Linked DNA regions of Mus musculus: regions 1, 2, 3, 4 and 5 are each linked to region 6. A link is a contact called in public Hi-C data. All regions are on one chromosome and are shown on one strand. The core of a region is the stretch at or near the end of the contact, and the rest is flanking DNA. Distances in the headings are between cores, read along the strand shown. Region 1 overlaps Pard3 (par-3 family cell polarity regulator). Region 2 has its middle 29 kb from the start of Gm32532. Region 3 has its middle 3.7 kb from the start of Gm32532. Region 4 overlaps Pard3 (par-3 family cell polarity regulator). Region 5 overlaps Nrp1 (neuropilin 1). Region 6 has its middle 200 kb from the start of Gm32590.

What was found. A called contact is a pair of places that touch in the nucleus more often than the background predicts.
Region 1: a Hi-C map of the N1E-115 cell line shows a contact between it and region 6, with 5 times the contacts expected there. The contact joins two enhancer-like sites. A contact is called at or near these places in 3 of 484 Hi-C or Micro-C datasets (the N1E-115 cell line, nephron progenitors and uterus).
Region 2: a contact with region 6 is called in a Hi-C map of the N1E-115 cell line, with 2.9 times the contacts expected there. The contact joins two enhancer-like sites. A contact is called at or near these places in 3 of 484 Hi-C or Micro-C datasets (the N1E-115 cell line and uterus).
Region 3: a Hi-C map of the N1E-115 cell line shows a contact between it and region 6, with 8 times the contacts expected there. The contact joins two enhancer-like sites. A contact is called at or near these places in 1 of 484 Hi-C or Micro-C datasets (the N1E-115 cell line) and 1 of 115 datasets of contacts at active chromatin or transcription factors (embryonic stem cells).
Region 4: a Hi-C map of the N1E-115 cell line shows a contact between it and region 6, with 5 times the contacts expected there. The contact joins two enhancer-like sites. A contact is called at or near these places in 4 of 484 Hi-C or Micro-C datasets (the N1E-115 cell line, nephron progenitors and uterus) and 1 of 115 datasets of contacts at active chromatin or transcription factors (embryonic stem cells).
Region 5: a Hi-C map of the N1E-115 cell line shows a contact between it and region 6, with 5 times the contacts expected there. The contact joins two enhancer-like sites. A contact is called at or near these places in 3 of 484 Hi-C or Micro-C datasets (the N1E-115 cell line, cerebral cortex and uterus) and 1 of 115 datasets of contacts at active chromatin or transcription factors (embryonic stem cells).

What each region holds. Positions count from the first base shown.
Region 1 is chr8:127,533,635-127,536,334 of GRCm38.p6, reverse strand. The region is part of intron 22 of Pard3 (par-3 family cell polarity regulator); the gene reads right to left. Among named protein-coding and RNA genes, the nearest start is that of Gm51558, 60 kb to the right of the region's middle. Within about 2 kb of position 1,369, at least 21 of the 459 cell types and tissues checked have an H3K27ac peak or open chromatin away from gene starts, as enhancers often do. A contact at or near this core is called in the N1E-115 cell line, where this site is marked.
Region 2 is chr8:127,718,616-127,721,315 of GRCm38.p6, reverse strand. No RefSeq gene overlaps it. Among named protein-coding and RNA genes, the nearest start is that of Gm32532, 29 kb to the right of the region's middle. Within about 2 kb of position 1,260, at least 49 of the 459 cell types and tissues checked have an H3K27ac peak or open chromatin away from gene starts, as enhancers often do. A contact at or near this core is called in the N1E-115 cell line, where this site is marked.
Region 3 is chr8:127,693,117-127,695,881 of GRCm38.p6, reverse strand. No RefSeq gene overlaps it. Among named protein-coding and RNA genes, the nearest start is that of Gm32532, 3.7 kb to the right of the region's middle. Within about 2 kb of position 1,416, at least 3 of the 459 cell types and tissues checked have an H3K27ac peak or open chromatin away from gene starts, as enhancers often do. A contact at or near this core is called in the N1E-115 cell line, where this site is marked.
Region 4 is chr8:127,591,386-127,594,233 of GRCm38.p6, reverse strand. Pard3 (par-3 family cell polarity regulator) reads right to left here. Exons shown (of 25, transcript NM_001309391.1): 23 at 1,053-1,173. Among named protein-coding and RNA genes, the nearest start is that of Gm32478, 38 kb to the left of the region's middle. Within about 2 kb of position 1,298, at least 9 of the 459 cell types and tissues checked have an H3K27ac peak or open chromatin away from gene starts, as enhancers often do. A contact at or near this core is called in the N1E-115 cell line, where this site is marked.
Region 5 is chr8:128,488,222-128,491,125 of GRCm38.p6, reverse strand. All of the region lies in intron 12 of Nrp1 (neuropilin 1), which reads right to left. It overlaps Gm32643 (a long non-coding RNA gene), which reads left to right. Exons shown (of 7, transcript XR_003947627.1): 1 at 1-2,753. Among named protein-coding and RNA genes, the nearest start is that of Gm32643, 3.3 kb to the left of the region's middle. Within about 2 kb of position 1,580, at least 62 of the 459 cell types and tissues checked have an H3K27ac peak or open chromatin away from gene starts, as enhancers often do. A contact at or near this core is called in the N1E-115 cell line, where this site is marked.
Region 6 is chr8:128,002,541-128,005,240 of GRCm38.p6, reverse strand. No RefSeq gene overlaps it. Among named protein-coding and RNA genes, the nearest start is that of Gm32590, 200 kb to the right of the region's middle. Within about 2 kb of position 1,275, at least 27 of the 459 cell types and tissues checked have an H3K27ac peak or open chromatin away from gene starts, as enhancers often do. A contact at or near this core is called in the N1E-115 cell line, where this site is marked.

The sequences.
Region 1 (2,700 bases), core at 120-2,619, 470 kb after region 6:
ATATGTATATATATGTATATATGTAATTTTATGTTTCAATATCAAATCCAAGAACCACAAATAAGAGAAAATGTATGCTATTTGTCTGTCTTGAGATTGACTGAAGTCTAGGGTTAAACCCAGCTTTGACATCTAAGTTAGTTGAATTCAGTACCTAGTGTGGAGTTCTGAGTGGCGGGGCAAGCCTTCCCTAGATCACACAAAACATCTTTTTGAGTTAAACAAGTAATTCTTCCCACTGAAGCATCTAATTTGAATTTAAACATTTCTTTACATGCTACCTTAATTAGATGCAAGTTCCTCTCAGCATCTTAATTTTATGCATTTTACACTTCTAAGCAGCACTAGTGAGGACTGCTTATTTGCATTCATTTACATACAATTTGCAAGAAATGTTGAAAAACCTAGAAAGAAGGAGATTGTAAATTTATGGATTTTTTTTCTTCAAATAAAAATGTCAGTTCTATGAGGAAACAAACAGTAGTTTTTCTCCCCCTCCTTGCCCACTTTGGTATTTTCAAGGCGATTTTTAATACATATATACATAAAGAGATCTATTTAAGGAATGCCAGGATAGGAAGATTCCCCTGCCAGTTAACAGCCAGGAAAAGGCTCCAAACTTCCAACTGCTGTAAGAAGGAACGAACTCAAGCAGATGATACCTCCCAAAATACATTATCTGAAAAGTGCATCTCCCTCCACAATGAGGGCGCATTTGATCAGTTCTGCTCTGAGGATGCATTCCCTGCCAGACTCATTTCTTTAGTGATGGGCAGTTCATTCCTGAGACTTTCAGTTGTGTTAATTAGATTTTCTCCATGTCCACCTATCCTCTTGAGCTTGGATTTATATTCACAGAACTCCTCACCATCCTTTCAGGAGCTTCTTGGAGCGGTGCTGCAGTCTGGTTTCTCACTGCAGATGCAGGCAGTCGATACTTCCCAGGTTTTCAATGCCTCACATTTGAACTGACATCGCTATTATTATTCTTGGGCTCAGAGACTGCCCTGGAGATAGCTCTGTGTGTGTGTGTGTGTGTGTGTGTGTGTGTGTGTGTACCAGGGAGGGACCGGGATGGCAGAATATACGTAAAATATAAGTGCCTTCAACATTAAAATTTTATCTTTCTCATTCCACCAAACATGATGCAAGGCTTCCCCTGCCCCCACCAAGCTTCATAAATAACCTCCCTGATTCCAGAATGCTCCCTCCTTTACATATTGAAAGCAATTTTCAATTCCGGCTCTGAAGCAAGCTGCTTGTCCAAAATAAGACACACTCAGCAAAATGTGAGTTTTGACATGCTTCGAGCTGAACAGTCATGTTTTCTGGCAGATGGAGTTTGTTCTTGAAAAGGAGATGAGGAGCCAGACTTGGCAGCTGCCCCTGCGGAGCAGCCAAGGGGAACAGAGGCTGGGACACCTCTGCTACAGCAAGTCCCCACACTGCAGGTCCCAGGGGCTGCTCTGTGGGGTCCATACCAGTCATGTGGCTTCCTGGGCCCTCCATCTCCCTGATGGAAAAATGAGGTGTACACACACACACACACACAATCACCATTTCTATCTACCTGCTTAAAAATGGGTGTGGTACTCTGACAGACACAGCACTTGCCTGGCACACACAACACACTGAAAACAAATAAATGCATGAGAATACTCACAACTGATCACTTCTAACTTACTTACTACCCTTGCATATTGCTTCTGAACACTTCTGCTTATGGTTACTGGAAAATAGACTTTATACAGCAAATGTGATTCCCTGCCTCAGAGGAAGTCAAATCCAATGAACCAATACTGGTTAGAATGTCACCCTGTGTTACTGACACTTAATTTGGTGAATGCCCTCACTCCTGGCGTTGCACTATCAGAACGGTCCTTAACTGTCTTAACATAAACCAACACAGTTTCTCAGTGTGAAATCAACATGAGCAACGGACTGCCTCATTTCACAAATAAATATGCTAAACAATGTTTTCTGAAAGAAAGCACAATTTATAATTAATGAATAATCATCTGTCAAAAGGGCTCCATACAATTAATCCAATGTTTATGCTACTGTTGAACTCTTATGCTATCTAGTTCTAATCTCCATGAGTATCTGAATGTGTGAATGTGTGTGGATGCCTGAGGCCAGACTCAGCTTTCCTGCTGGCCTAGAACTTACTAAGTAGGCAAGCCTAGGAATAGAAGGATGTGCCACTGTGCCTGACTTTTTGATGTGGTTGTGGAATGATCACATGGACAAACTCTCTCTCTCTCTCTCTCTCTCTCTCACACACACACACACACACACACACACCCTCCCCCATAACATACTTGACCTGTACATAACATGATCAACCATTGTTATTTCCTGATGTGCCAACTGGACTAACAGGGGAATCTACAGAATGCTCCTAAGGTGCAGTGTGAAATGTAGTGGAGTCCTCCACAGAAAGCTGCCTACGGTGTGGGATGTTCATTCCAGAAATATTAGCTCTAACAGATGTGGTGAGACCTCAGTCATATTTAGTCAGCTAATTAGTTCTAATAAAGACTCTTCAGAGTTACACAGCATACCAGGAGTTCATCCCAGATCTGTGACATGACACTTTTAAGCAGAGTACTTCAAATCAGGATGTTTAAATATTGTATAAAATTGGTTAAAGAGTATCATCATTTGAGAATCACTTAAACAACAACAACAACAACAACA
Region 2 (2,700 bases), core at 11-2,510, 280 kb after region 6:
TACATTCTTGGTTCCCACCTCTTGTCACATCATGTGACCTTGAAGACTGTAGATCACCTTGCAGATCTCAGCAGGATCCATGTCACTGGCACATAGTGAACTGTCCATAAATATTACATGTAATATATTAGTATTACTGTTTTTCTCTCTTAAATTCCAAAACTTAAGCATTAAGCACATAGATGATGTTTCCATAATGAGGTCAGCTCAAGAGTTCTGCCTTGGCCCCAGGCCCAGCTATAAGAGGAGCACTGCAGCCAAGCCAAATTCCGTTGTGTGTGTGTGTGTGTGTGTGTGTGTGTGTGTGTGAGAGAGAGAGAGAGAGAGAGAGAGAGAGAGAAAGAGAGAGAGAGAGAGAGACTAATTGCCTGCTGTGAAATAGAGCAAGAAGTGAGCTCCCAGAGTTTGGCTATAAAAACAGCCCTCTCCCTACTCACTTTAGTCCCAGTCTCCTCCTCCTCATCTCCTTTCCCTTTCTCATTTGCATAATGCTCAAAACACCCAGTAACTGGCGATCCCTGGACCTGCAGCACTTCTCCGAAAGCTGCATTATCTTTAGCAGCTGACTGGAGTCCAGAGGCAATAACCATTTCAGACTAGCCAGAAGGACAGGAAAGAAGAAAAATCATGTTAGTCAGGTAGCTCTTGCTGCCTTATCGGCACCAGCAAACACCACACCAGAGGGCAGGATAAAGAGGAGTTAGGAAATAACGACCTTCCGGAGATACCTGGGCTTCCAAATTAGATATGCAGTTGTTAAATAGATTGTGTGCAAAGGCACAGCTTTTAGCTCAAACATGACCTTCAAAGGGCTTTTTCCCTTAGATTCAAAAATGAAAAGCCCCACATATTTCAAAGAGCAGATCCAAGCACTAAGCTTGTTGTCTCAGCCCCCACCCCTGCGGGTAGGGCACACTACAGACCTTTCTCAATAATAGCCCCATTGGTTTTTATTACACATTATCATGTATCCTGACGCTCTTTATCACACTGGGAGGACGGACTGCCTTTATCATGGTTTATCTCATTCTGAAGTTATCCTATCAATATCCACCGGGCAAGGCTGTCTTTCTAGATGGCAGTACAGAACGGCCGATAAACAGGAACACTGCTGCCTGGATGATCAGTGGTGAGATAAAGAGAATGTGGCCGTCTGGAAAAAAAATCAACTGTGCTTGGCAGAATGTCTGGATAATCTGTAATGTGGCCAGGAGTGATTCATCACTGGACAGAGTCACCCTCACAACCAGTGACAGAACCAAAAGTTCCTTTAGAAAGTGCCTCCCGAAGACAGCCCAGAGGATGCTGTCATCCCTTGTCCTGGGGAATCTAGGGAGGCTTTGTTTAGACTGATCTCTCCTAAAGTTACATTCCATACATACTAGGCCCAGAGCACAGTAATTGAGCTGGTACCCACAATGAGATCGAGACACAGACTATCTTTGTTGCTCCACGGTTTGTAAATCACCTAAGAGACCCCAAAAGGACAAAGGCTGCTGCAGGTTCCTTGATGTCTCAATCCCTCCCTTCTTCTTTCTGCCTGGCACATTCTAAGAATGTGGACCATTTGGGTCTTCCACAGAAAGCTTTCCACAGGCTAAGATGAGTAAACACACACAGCTTGTTTTCTCAAACAAGCATTCTGACATCCAACAGCTTTCTTCAACTTCAACAGTCCTGTCAAATGTAGTGTTCAAAATGAAATTATATGAATGGTCTAGTTTGAAAGTCTGTTGTAATAAGGCATTAAATTCTACCAAATATAGTAAGACACACGTGCTCTCGTACTTCTTTAGGAAAAGGCAAAACACATTCTTGAATTAATAAAAATAAAGCATCTAAAAAAAAAAAACCAACAACAAAAAACCTTGATCTGTATGAGGCAATAGAACTCATTCCTGTGATGAATCCACTAAGAGCATACAAGATGATCAGCATGCTTCTTGATTCTCTCCCCCTCTCCCTCTCCCTCTCCCTCTCCCTCTCCCCTCTCCCTCTCACCTCTCCCTCTCCTTTTCTCTCCTCTCTCCTCCCCTCTCCCCCCTCCCCCTCCCCCTCTCCCTCTATATGTATCCCTGGCTGTATAGATTAGGCCAGATTCTAACACAATGTTGGCCAGCATGGTAACACACACCTTTAATCCCAGTACTAAGGAAGTTTACTATTCTTATCAGCCTTGTATCTCTGGCTGCATTATAGATTAGGCTGGTCTCTAACTCAAATGTTGGTCAGGCATGGGAGCACACTCCTTTAATCCCAGTACTCAGGAAGCTTTGTAATCTTATCAGCTGTGTCTGTGAACCAGGGGCAAAATCATCCCCCAAATTATAACTTCACAGAGGAACTAAGAGATCAGTGACCAGGACAGATTCTTTGACCTCCTCGCTAATCAGAGGGGCTGCAATTCACAGGCAATTGAGCAGAAGTTATTTCCTTTCAATAGCAATTGAACCATTATAACAAAGTCCTGAATGCTGTGGCTAGGTTGACTCAGTTAAACTCTATATAAACTCATTGTCTTTCGAGAGAAATGGCTGGCTTCAAAAGCAAAGTCCTTAGTGTAATAGGAGCCATCAGTAAGACTCCCTAAAACCTATTAGCAATTTTGGAAAACCCATCTGAAGGATAACTGCTCTCTACCCGATTATGCCTAGTGTGACCCAACACAGTAGACAGAGAACAAAGTATCCTCAACTCAGA
Region 3 (2,765 bases), core at 167-2,666, 310 kb after region 6:
TAGTGACTATGAATGCCAGGAGACTAAGGCAAGAAGATCTCTAAGTTCAAGGTCATCTGGGAAAAGCAAGTCCAAGATCTAGGCATGGGGGTACACACCTTTAATCTGGGCCATACCTTCTGCTGGAGACCTACAAAAGGACATCGGAAGGAAGATTTGCTCTTTTTTGCCTGCATGCCTTGTGGGATTGAGCAACTACTAGATCCTTGGACTTCCATTTACAGCTGACCATTGTAGGGGAGTTGTACTACAGACTATAAGTCATCATAACAAATTTCCTTACTATACAGAGACTACCCATAAGTTCTGTGACTCTAGAGAACCCTGACTAATACAGCCAGCAAGTACATTATAGAAGCTGTGGGGAAGGGGAAGCCTTGTCCTTACCAGTGAGGTCCTCTGAGCTTACGGCATGCTTGCTTTCTTCATGAACTCCTCCCCCAACCCCACCTCAACAATCTGGACACCTGCACCCTCTCCTCTGCTTTCATAAGGTATATCCTCTTCAGGAATCTCCAACTGCATTAATGAGCAAAGGAGTAAAGTGGGAGGAAGGAGAACAGGGTTGAGGCTTGGTGGCTAGAGAAACTGAGCACCCAGGGATCTGGGTTCCTCTCCAGCACTACACACACCAGGTGTGATGGTGCACATTTGTAACCCCAGCACTCAGAGATGAAGGTAGGAGGGCCAGAAATTCAAAGTCATCCTCAGCTACACAGAGAGTTCAAGGCCAGCTTGTGGCATAGGAGAGTCTTTCTCAAAAGGGGAAAAAGAAAACTTTCATCACATTCCGAAATAGTATGCTACGGAGGGGGAAAAATGTTTGAAAGTCTCTGGGCTTTACTGCTGCCTACTTATTACACACACGGCGTGAAAAAAAAATTGGTGAGGTTCATCAAATACTTTCTTATGACTTTTTAACTTATCCAACTCAGCAGAACACAGACATTCACAGACCCACAGACATCAATAAATCTGCCTGAGCCTTAATTAATACAGCTGCATCGCCACACAGACAGAACTTTAAAGAGTCCATTACTGTCGTTCAGCCTGCTAGCTGCTTTCCCCACAGTGGCGCCAGCACTCTGAGAAGTTTAGAATGTCAAATATTTTGTAAGTGGGCTTTTTTTCCTTTCTCTAAAAATATCCAAACCAAAACTGAAGATGCAGAGATAAGTCCACCATCCAGCAGCTTCTACTTTAAGCTCAGCATATATTATGTGCCCGTGTCCTCCTTTTTTTTTTTTTTTTTTTTTTGGCTTTTCGAGACAGGGTTTCTCTGTTTAGCCCTGGCTGTCCTGGAACTCACTTTGTAGACCAGGCTGGCCTCAAACTCAGAAATCTGCCTGCCTCTGGCTCCCGAGTGCTGGGATTAAAGGCGTGCGCCACCATGCCCGGCACCCGTGTCCTCTTAAATGGCCTCTGTAGGCATGCATACTTTCTAATCTCTTGGGTGGTGCAGTACCTGGGCCTCTGAATCCTGCCCTGGTCCTACCAACTTTGTAGATGCAGCCATTTGGAAATAATGGATAGGATACTGCTGTATCCCCAAGGCACCCCCCCTCCACCAAGGAAAGCCTCTGGTTGGTACTGTAACACTTTATCTCATAATTATCTCCCTGGCAAAGAGCTGAAGGTTTTAAATTTTTCCTGCTGGTCAGTGTCAACCAGAATAATGGGACAGATTGTCTATAGAATGTGCTTGTAGTGTGGCCAGGGCTCAGCTTAGTGGTAGATAGACCTGTCTTAGATCCATGAGAAGTCAGCTAAGAACTCCTCCAGGGGTAGAATTGAAAACATGGAAGCATGCTATTGCCAATTTTCACCTGAGATTATTTTGTGTGATATGTGCATATGTGCACATGTTTGTGTGTGTACGTGTACTTGTGTGCACATGTATGTGAGCATCAGAAGTCAACTTTGGGCATCACACCCTTTTAATTTACTTAAGGTCTCTCTCTGGCCTAGAGCTAACAAGTTGTGCTAATCTGATGATGAGCAAGGCTGAGGGATCTGCTTGTCTTCATCTTCCCAGGACTGGGATGGCAGGCAAACACTGCTGTGCCTGGCTTTTGTCAGGTGGATTCTGGGAATAAGACTCTGGTCCTCATGTTTGAAAGGCAAGTGCTCCACTGACTGAGCCTCTCTTCAGCCTCATATTTCTTTCAGATCTATTACACATAGTTTTGAAAATTTGCCGTTCTGTCTGTCTCTCCAATGCTGACATTTTTCCTCTGATGATCACAAGAGGGGAGTCTGGAAAACCAGATTAGTCATGTGGCCCGTAAACCGGAAGAACAGCATTTGACACACCAGCATTACAGATGAACAAGTGAGTGGAGGCCTCTGGGTATGTATGCATATGTTGGGTGTGCATGCTCCAAATGTGCATATGAAGAGCAAATGTCAGCCTTAGGTGTTCCTTCCTCTACTGATCCCTTCCTTAGTTATTGAGACAAGTTTCTCACTGAACCTGGAGCTCACCTGATTGGCTGCCAGGGAGTCTCTAGGATCTCTGTCTGACTTCTCAACACTGTAATTACAGGCTGCTGCTATCTTATCTAGCTTCTTCCCTTGCTATCATAATTAGCTTCTTACTTGGGCACTGGAGCTCTGCACTCAGGTCCTCATGCCTATACAGGCTCCTGCTACCTTATCTAGCTTCTTATCTGGGCACTGGGGCTCTGCAATTGGGTCCTCATTCCTGAATATTGAGCATTTTCCCACTAATCCTCCCTAGTTTCCTGGCCCTGTGAGTACATTTT
Region 4 (2,848 bases), core at 49-2,548, 410 kb after region 6:
TCATCAGGACTGAAGCACATCCTGGCCTTTTACCTGTTGGTCTCTCCCATCTCAATCAGAGTTTCTCTAAAAATTTGTTTCCTTCTCTCTTAGTCCTCCAGACAGTCAATGGGGGTGGACCTACCACCAGGGCTTGAAGTTTTAAAGCCCAGAGGGGTGTTTGCCTCTGTGAGCAGCTCTTACTGACTCATTCCCACCCTCCCCAGAAAGCCTTCCAAACAAACCTTTCCTGTCTACAACCCCTACTCTTTTGCCATCTCTCTACCCAGATGTGCCACCAAGTTTCACAGATGCAGGACACAGGAGTAGCAGCCACAGTTTTGTTCTGTGGAGATCACTGAAATGGCCGCACATGGGATGGATGAGAAGAGAGGTGAAAACAGACAAACAGGAATTCGACAAATACTTGACAGGACTGGGGATGTGGCTCAGTTGGTAGAGAGTGCTTGCCCAGGATGCGTGAAGTCCTGGGTTTGATGACCAGCAACCACAGCTAACAGGCATGATGATGCATGTTTCTGTTTCCATGGGAAACAGAAGCAGGAGGATCAGGAGTTCAAGGTTATTCTTGACTATATAGATGGGGGATGGAAATGGGGGTAGCCTGGGCTATATGAGGCCCTGTCTCAATAAAACATAACAGAACAAAACAAAAAGTACCAAGGGAGGTTAGAGAACAGAGAATTACCAATTTCTGTCTCAAAGACACAAAGGATCATGAGCTGAACTTACGTTGGCTCTGCTCTACGAAAAGGCATTGAGTAAACCTAATAGCAAATGCAGTGGATAGAGAGCAGACATTCTGTGGTGGTGTCTCATCATACAGCTATTTTGAACCTATTACACAGCAGACAGATGGTAGAACAAGATACAAAATGAGATTAGCAATGATGGAACCCAGATGGAAATGAGGGAAAGGTCAGAATGCTAAAGGTCAGAGGGATTTGGCTCCATCTTGTCTTATTTCATAAAGGACTGAGGTCATAGCTCAGGGGCCTCTCTTTCAGGGCAGCTGTTAGCCTATTTGCTGGGCAGAGGGACCAAACACTCACCCAAGATTGCTCAAAGCTGTAGGTACGGCGCCGGTCTTCCACATCCTCATCCTGTTTGGCTTGCTGGAACTCTTGCCGTAGACGCTGTATCCGGTCATGGTTGCTAGGAGTGGATCGATTGCTAAAAGAGAAGGGGCAACCGTGAACACCCTCAAGAAAAAGCAACCATAAATCACAGTTGGGGGAGGGGGGCAGGGGGAGGAAGGGCAGCTAGCTGTGGAATGTTGCTCAAACAGGAAGTGGATTTTTACAACAGAATCTGGGCATCTGAAATGGCCATTTGTTCTCAGGACTTAGGCTCACTGCGGCTATACTGGCAGAGCTCTGAGAGAGTGAACTGTGTTTGGAGAGAGAGACCTCTTTTCAAGGTCTCACTTCCTTTCTATAATCTGGTTAGGTGCTGGTGGCAAAGGTTTGGAAGGATGTGGCTTTGGTCATCAGAACAATTAGGGTCCAGACCAGTTCCTCCAGCTCCCTAGCCCACAGCACGTCATTCTTCCTTGACTTTTACATATGAAACAGAGATAATTATCTTCTATAAATACCATCCTAATCAAGTGGCATGACACTAACCTCCCCCCAACAAACAGCAACAACACTCAGCCTCACAAGCCAAATGTAGCATATACTGAGGGTTCTGATGTCTGTGTGGGAAGCCGAGGCAGGAGGATCGAAAGTTCTCTTCATGCCTGAGCAGTTTAGTGAGATTCTGTCTCAAATTAAAAATCATACCAAAAATTAAACGAAGCTGGAGATGTGGCTCGGGGGTACAAAGCCAACCTAGCATGTTTTCTCTGCCGAGTTGCAAACCATAAATATATATGCACCTGTGTGGGTATCTCTGTGCATACATGATTGTATGTTTATGCATATATGTATCTATGAATGTACAGATGTTCATGTGTGTAGTATGTGCATGTGAATACATGTGTGAATATGTGCATGTCCTTGCTGATATGCAAGACTGTATCATATCGCTATTTCATCAGCTTCCTGTTCACATGTCATCAAGGCCACACACAAGATATGATTTTCACAGTATAATGAGAAAAGTAGAAAAATCAAGTTAAGGTAGTGTTTGAGCAAACCACTTGCTTAAACAATGATTCTTTCATCATTTTGTACAACACTGAGCTTCCCTTTGTAGTAAGAACAGCTGTAAAGATTGGTAGAGAAGGCAGTTTCCCCTCACCTCACCAAATGTGAAAACTGACATTTTAAGGGGGTGACTGGCAAATGTTTTGGTTGGATTGGTCTGAGAACATGAAAGTTAACAGGTCTGTAAATGTACTGTTTCGAATCAGGTAGCTGTTGGTGCAGTCTCAAAAGTTCCCTCCTGCTTCTGAAGCATGCAGGTCACTATTCCTACTGGCTTTTTAAAATAGAGATATAGCTGACTCTTGTTCCAGGATATTAGCACTAGCTACCAGCCTACAGTTCCTTCTCTTCCATACCAACACTGACTGTCTAGGCATGCTATGCACATATTCACACACGTATATGCATGCACATACCACACACACACAAAACACATCGAACATCCATACATTCACAGATACATACATGCATAAACACTATGCTAGATGCCAGCATAGTGACAGAAAAGTGAGCATTTTCCAACATTACTGTCCCTGTAACATTACCGTTCCCTTAACATTACTATCCCTTTACTGACTGTGGATTTTTGCTCCCAACATGTATCAATGGGAGGATGATCGGAGGCAAGACTAACTATGAAAGTGCTCCCACCTCACCAGGACCACTGCTCAACTGTTTCCACGCAGTAACTGTACATT
Region 5 (2,904 bases), core at 331-2,830, 490 kb before region 6:
CTTCATAAGTGGTTCCATCTACTTTGCTTACACATAAAATTTGCTCTCTGGCCCAGAAAACCACACTGTGCATTATGTTGGCTAACATTCTGATGACATTGTAAAGCATATGAACTTAGCATTTTAGAAATGGCCAAAAAATTAAAAAAAAAACAAATCAATGCATTTCAGTGGGGCTGGGATCTGGATTGTAGAATTCAGTGCTGACAATTCACCTTGGATATGAAGGTGACCAATCATCCAAAGTATCAACAGACATTTGTAGAGGGAAAAACAAACAAATAAAACCAAAAACAAACAAAAAACAAAAAGCCAAAAAGCTGCATAAGGATCAGGAAAGAAGAAGAAAAAGACAGAGAAAGAAGAGAAGAAAGTTGAGTAGAGGAAAGATATGAAGATGCAGGGACCCTGATGGCTAAGCTTTTAAATTATTACTCAGGCCCTGGAGTTGTGCACAGTTCTCATTAAATTCAATAGTAATAATTGGACTAAATCCCTTCTTAAAAATAGCAGGAAACAATATTCTGAACTTAAAACAAATTTATGGCCTCTGTGAGCAAATGCCAGCTGTGCTGCTGAAAGGATCTTGCCTGCAGTTGGGTCATTAAGCACAGGATGTGAGCAAGGATTTAATTTTCAAGTCGAGGTTCCTATCTAGTATGATCACTGCTTGGTTATCAGCTGGTCCTAAAGTCCAAGCAAGAGGGATATGGAAGCCCACACAATCATAAGTCACCAACATACTGTGAGCTGCTGTGAGGATGTGGAAAGACCCTCAGAGGGTCAAAGTCCTTTGTAAAGAGAACTGCATTAAACAGAGGGGTCTGTCCAAGCATGAATACCCTTTTATGCCTCTAATGACAGCAACCTAGGCAGTATATGGATATTGTATTCCTGCTGAGTTTCTTGTATTGATCAGAATCCTCAAGATAAATTTCTCTCCTCTATGTGTGTGTGTGTGTATGCACATGTTCATGTATGTGTGTATATCTATGTGTAAGTCAGAGGTCAATTTCAAATGTTATTCTTCAGGCACCATCCATCTTGTGTTTTGTGATTGGCTCTCACTGGGGCCTGGAACTTGCCATGTAGGCCAAGCCTGCTAGTCAGTGAGCCATGGCGATCTGCCTGTCTCTATCTCTGAGCATGCTCCATATACTCTGCTTTTGTGTGGATTCTGATGATGGAACTCAGGAATTCATGCTTGCACAGCAGGGGTAAGTGCTTGCATACACTTACTGAGATACCCACTCAGTTCTTAAAACAGAATCTTAAGATTTTGCTTAGTTTGTAACTGCTCAGGTAAACAGAATTTTGATGAAGACATAGGGTCTGTCTGAGGCCATCTGTGAAGTGTGAGAGGCCTGTAATGCATCAAGTTTTAGGTGTGGTCAGCCTCACCTTGAGCTAGACCTCTGTCTGGAAGCACATTCCATCTCTGTGAGGCCCATGCAGTGACCTAACCAGAAGGTTGCAGTGAACAGATAGCTTTTAAAGGTCAACAGTTCATGACCCTCCAGTGAGGAGCTGAAGACCAGATTTATAACTCAGACAATGGAATAAACAGGAAACCATATAGACATTGTCTATCTCTATGATCAGCCAGGCTGTTAGAACCAGTCTTTGTCTAGATGGTGGTAGTAACAAATCTTATGGATTCATGCGCTGTACACCTGCCCTCTGACTTTGGTGAATGCTAAGATTGGGCTGACAGCCCCTTGTTTATAAGACCTTCACAAGCATGACCAAGAGGTCCTGTTGAAAGCAAATGTGTTATCAAAACCTCTCCTGGTGTGGTCACCATGACTCTCACTTTCATGCTTTTTGAAGATAGCCATGCTCGTTTAATAGAGGAGATGAGAGACTAACGAAGCAGTAGAGAGACTACTTCAGGGTGCTTCTAATCACTTCTGGCAAGAAAAGAAACTAGATGAGCAACTAAAATGTACATGGCGTCATCACAACTTCATATACTCCCTTCATCCTCTTCTGATAGAGGGCCAAAGACAGTATATTGAGAGTCATAGTCCTACAGCTTCACCCCCACAGAGAAGCCCCATTTGCAGACCAGGGCCGTCCTCCTGGTAACAGACAGGGAAGAGTAAAATATCTGCAGACAGACACTGTGACTAAAGTCAAATTACAACAGGTATGAGCAGGAACACAGCATTTGGGGGATTTCCTTTGCCTAACGTCTGAGGGGTTTGGGATGCGGGAGCAAGCGTTTTGTCAGCTGAACTCCTGAAAACTGGGGGAAAGTTCCAAAGAAGTTTGTCTTACAGTTTAATTAGGTCAATGGTAACAGTGGCCTTTAAGGAAGCATGCTAATTAGGGAAGTCCTTTCTAGTCCTCTGTGAGGCAGTCAGTGTGGAGGAAACACCGATACACACCACACGGTCCATTAATAAATGACTGCAGAGGCCAAGGCTGAGTGAACTTCAATAAAGGAAATGGAAGAATCTGGGAAGCTGACCCTCTCACCTTCCTCTAATGATTAACTCTAAAGTATTTAAAAAAAAAAAAAAAACCTCTGGTTGCTTATACAACTGCTTCCCTTCATGTGAGTCTGTGGGGAAGAATGTCACAGAATACTAACAGAAAACAAAAGAGGGCAGCCTTTGATAACCCGCACGCACGGTTGGGCGGACAGAGTCCTTGGGTTTTCCTCTGAGCTAAAGGATAAGGGGGATGCTCCCAGGGTGTTTCTCAGCCCGGGCACAGTGTAAACCTTGGTTTCCTGAGCCAGTCTTGTGGTAAGTGCTGTTGTAAAACTGCCAACTCTGTGGCAGGCACAACAGACAAACTTTGCGCTTCTTGATTTTGCAGAATGGTGATGAAAATAAATAGTTAGGCTGTGGCTTGTGAGATTTCTTTCCTTCTTCTAGTTTGCAAACACAGGCCACA
Region 6 (2,700 bases), core at 26-2,525:
CACTGGGTCTCAATGGTCTAGATAATTCCATAGGTACAATATTAAAGTTTCCATAGTTCTTTTATTCTTATCCTCATTCTGTCTTTCTCTGTTTCCATTTAAAAATATTTACATATACAAAACAGACATGTAACACCCACAGAATATAGAACTTCATGCCAGCAGCAACAGAATTCATGCCTGAGAGAACCTCATGCAGGGCAATGATCATCACTTAACAGATACACATCATGTAGTCTTTATGTAAGGCATGCCATAATTTCCTTATTGCAGAACTTGATGGTCTTAGGCCCATCTGAAATCTCTAAACCAGTAGGAATACAGCAGTATGAAAGGCTCAGCCTTGCACTAGAAAGATTTTAGGAGTGATCAATATCATCTGTAAGCAGTAGAATTTGAGAAAAAGAAATTATCCTGAAGTGAGTGAGCCTCCCCAGTCTCTAAGAAGAGTCCTCAGAGAACAAATTCTCCCTAAGACTATGGTGACAGTTATTGTCTGCATTCTGTCAATTTACCCTAAAAATCAGAGACCTGCCTGTCTCCATGTCAACAAACAACAGTACACATATGTACACATATATGTGTCTTTACTGTTCATTTCCTCTGGCAGACTCAGACCCTGGTGTCCCACTGTCCCCTATAGCAGTGGTGAAGGGAATGGAACAAACTCCAGGAATTCAGGAAGTCTGGACTTTCCTGTCACCTGTGTCTACTTATTAGAGTTGTCATCAGCAATGTGTTTGGCCTGGCCATTTCCCACAGGTCATTCCTGCTTTAAGATTCTCAGGCCCAGAAAACCGATCCCAGGGCCTTCCCTTCCAGACCATTGTTCATGCCCTCTCATTAGAATCTAATAGCTGGAGTGAGCATCACAGATTATATTATCCAAGTTTATTGTTTATATTTTAAGTGCAAATAAAAATTCTCAGTTCATATTCCATTTCTTCTTCCTAAACCAGGCATGTACATCTGTGGGATTTGGTGAGTATGTCAGCAGACTCTCACAGCCCTTGGAAAGCTCTGCCAAGAACAGCTTTAACAACACAAAACTGGGGTAGGGTGGGAGGGGCTGGGGAATTTGTCCAAAGCCTTGAAATGCTAGCAGAAAATTGATCAAAGCCAAGATGAGTTTCACCCAGCTCTTTTAACGAGCTGCTAATATCGTAGTGGCATTCTTGTCAGGATAATTTGTCACGCATGTCCCTGTGTGGGCTCAAGTCCTTTCATAGTCATCATCCCTAACTAGTGACACAGGCAACTTGTCTGAAACAAACCTCTGAGGATGGGGAAGGCAAGTGTGGGAGGTGAGGGTGAAGCTCAGCCAATGGCTGCTGACAGTCATCTGAGCCCCATCCACCCCCAGATCACACAAACACAACCTCCACCAGCTCTACCTTTGTTCAACACACTACAACATCACTTACATTTGTGTGATTGCCACAGTCATGCCCACTGCCTCAAAGACACTGCCTAGCAGAAAAAAATGTCACCTCTTGAAAAATAATATGTTGTCAACACCAGCTCCAGACCAATAAAACACCATGAAAAGTAGGATTCCTCATTAAAAGAGCAGAATGGTGACCCCTCAACCCGGGCAGAGTGCACTTGGGCACAGTGACAGCTTGTGACCCAAGAGGGCCTAGAGCCCCAGCACTAGCCACAGGCTGTGTGGTTCTCATTAGGAGTTCATCCATCACACCAGGACTCATTCAAGTGGCATTCAGACTATGCCATCTCCTGTCACTAGTGTGCTACAAAGGCCCCTTTCTTTCCCTCTACTTTTAACATAAGGATACCAACAAAACATCTGTTGAGGGTAAAGAAGACAAAAGATGAGACAGAATTCTAGGTGCTGTGGGCATCAAAGATAGAGACAATGGCCATGCCCTGGACTAAGTTAACACTAGGTCTCTTCTGTGTGAGCTACCCAGCCTGAGGAGAGCAAGCATAACCAATTTATATACTATATTATGACTATATACTATACATTATGAAGAAGTTTTACTGGGTTTTAAAGAAATACTCAGTTATTGGGGCTGGTGGTTGGCTCAGTTGCTAAAGTATTTCCTTCATAAGCATAAATGACTGAGTTCAATTCCCAGAACCCACAGAAAAACAAAGACATGTATGGCATGTGCACTTTTAATCCCACTCTATTTCTCTGGGGCTCACTGGTCAGCCTGCCTGGCCTACTTTGGTGATCTCCAAGTCAAAAGGAGACCATGTCTCAGCCCCTAAACAGTAGCAGACAAGGCTAACCTCTGGCCTTCAAATCACCCACACACAGGAACAAGCACCCACAGATACATACATAAGCACACAAATACAGCTTGAAATTTGGAATTATTTTAGGTACAGTGAATGTACTGCCGCAAGCAATACTCATTATGCTCATCTGGGAGATAGAGGCAGAAATAATACAAACCCAATGCTATTCTTGACTACACAGCTGGTTTTAGGCTAGTGTAGACTACCAGAGTCCCTGTCTTTAATGGTAAATGCTTTCACTTGAATATAAACACCTCCAATGGAGCCACAACAGCAGAGCCAATTATGAGTAGCAGGAGAGAAGCAAGAGCCCTTATCATGGCTGAGGTGCATTCTGGGGGTAGTGTCAGGCAGAGCATGTCTTCCCAGTGTTACTTTCCAGAGCAGCTCCATCTTAATTATTTAGACAACGTGCCTGATGGACTCCAGAGA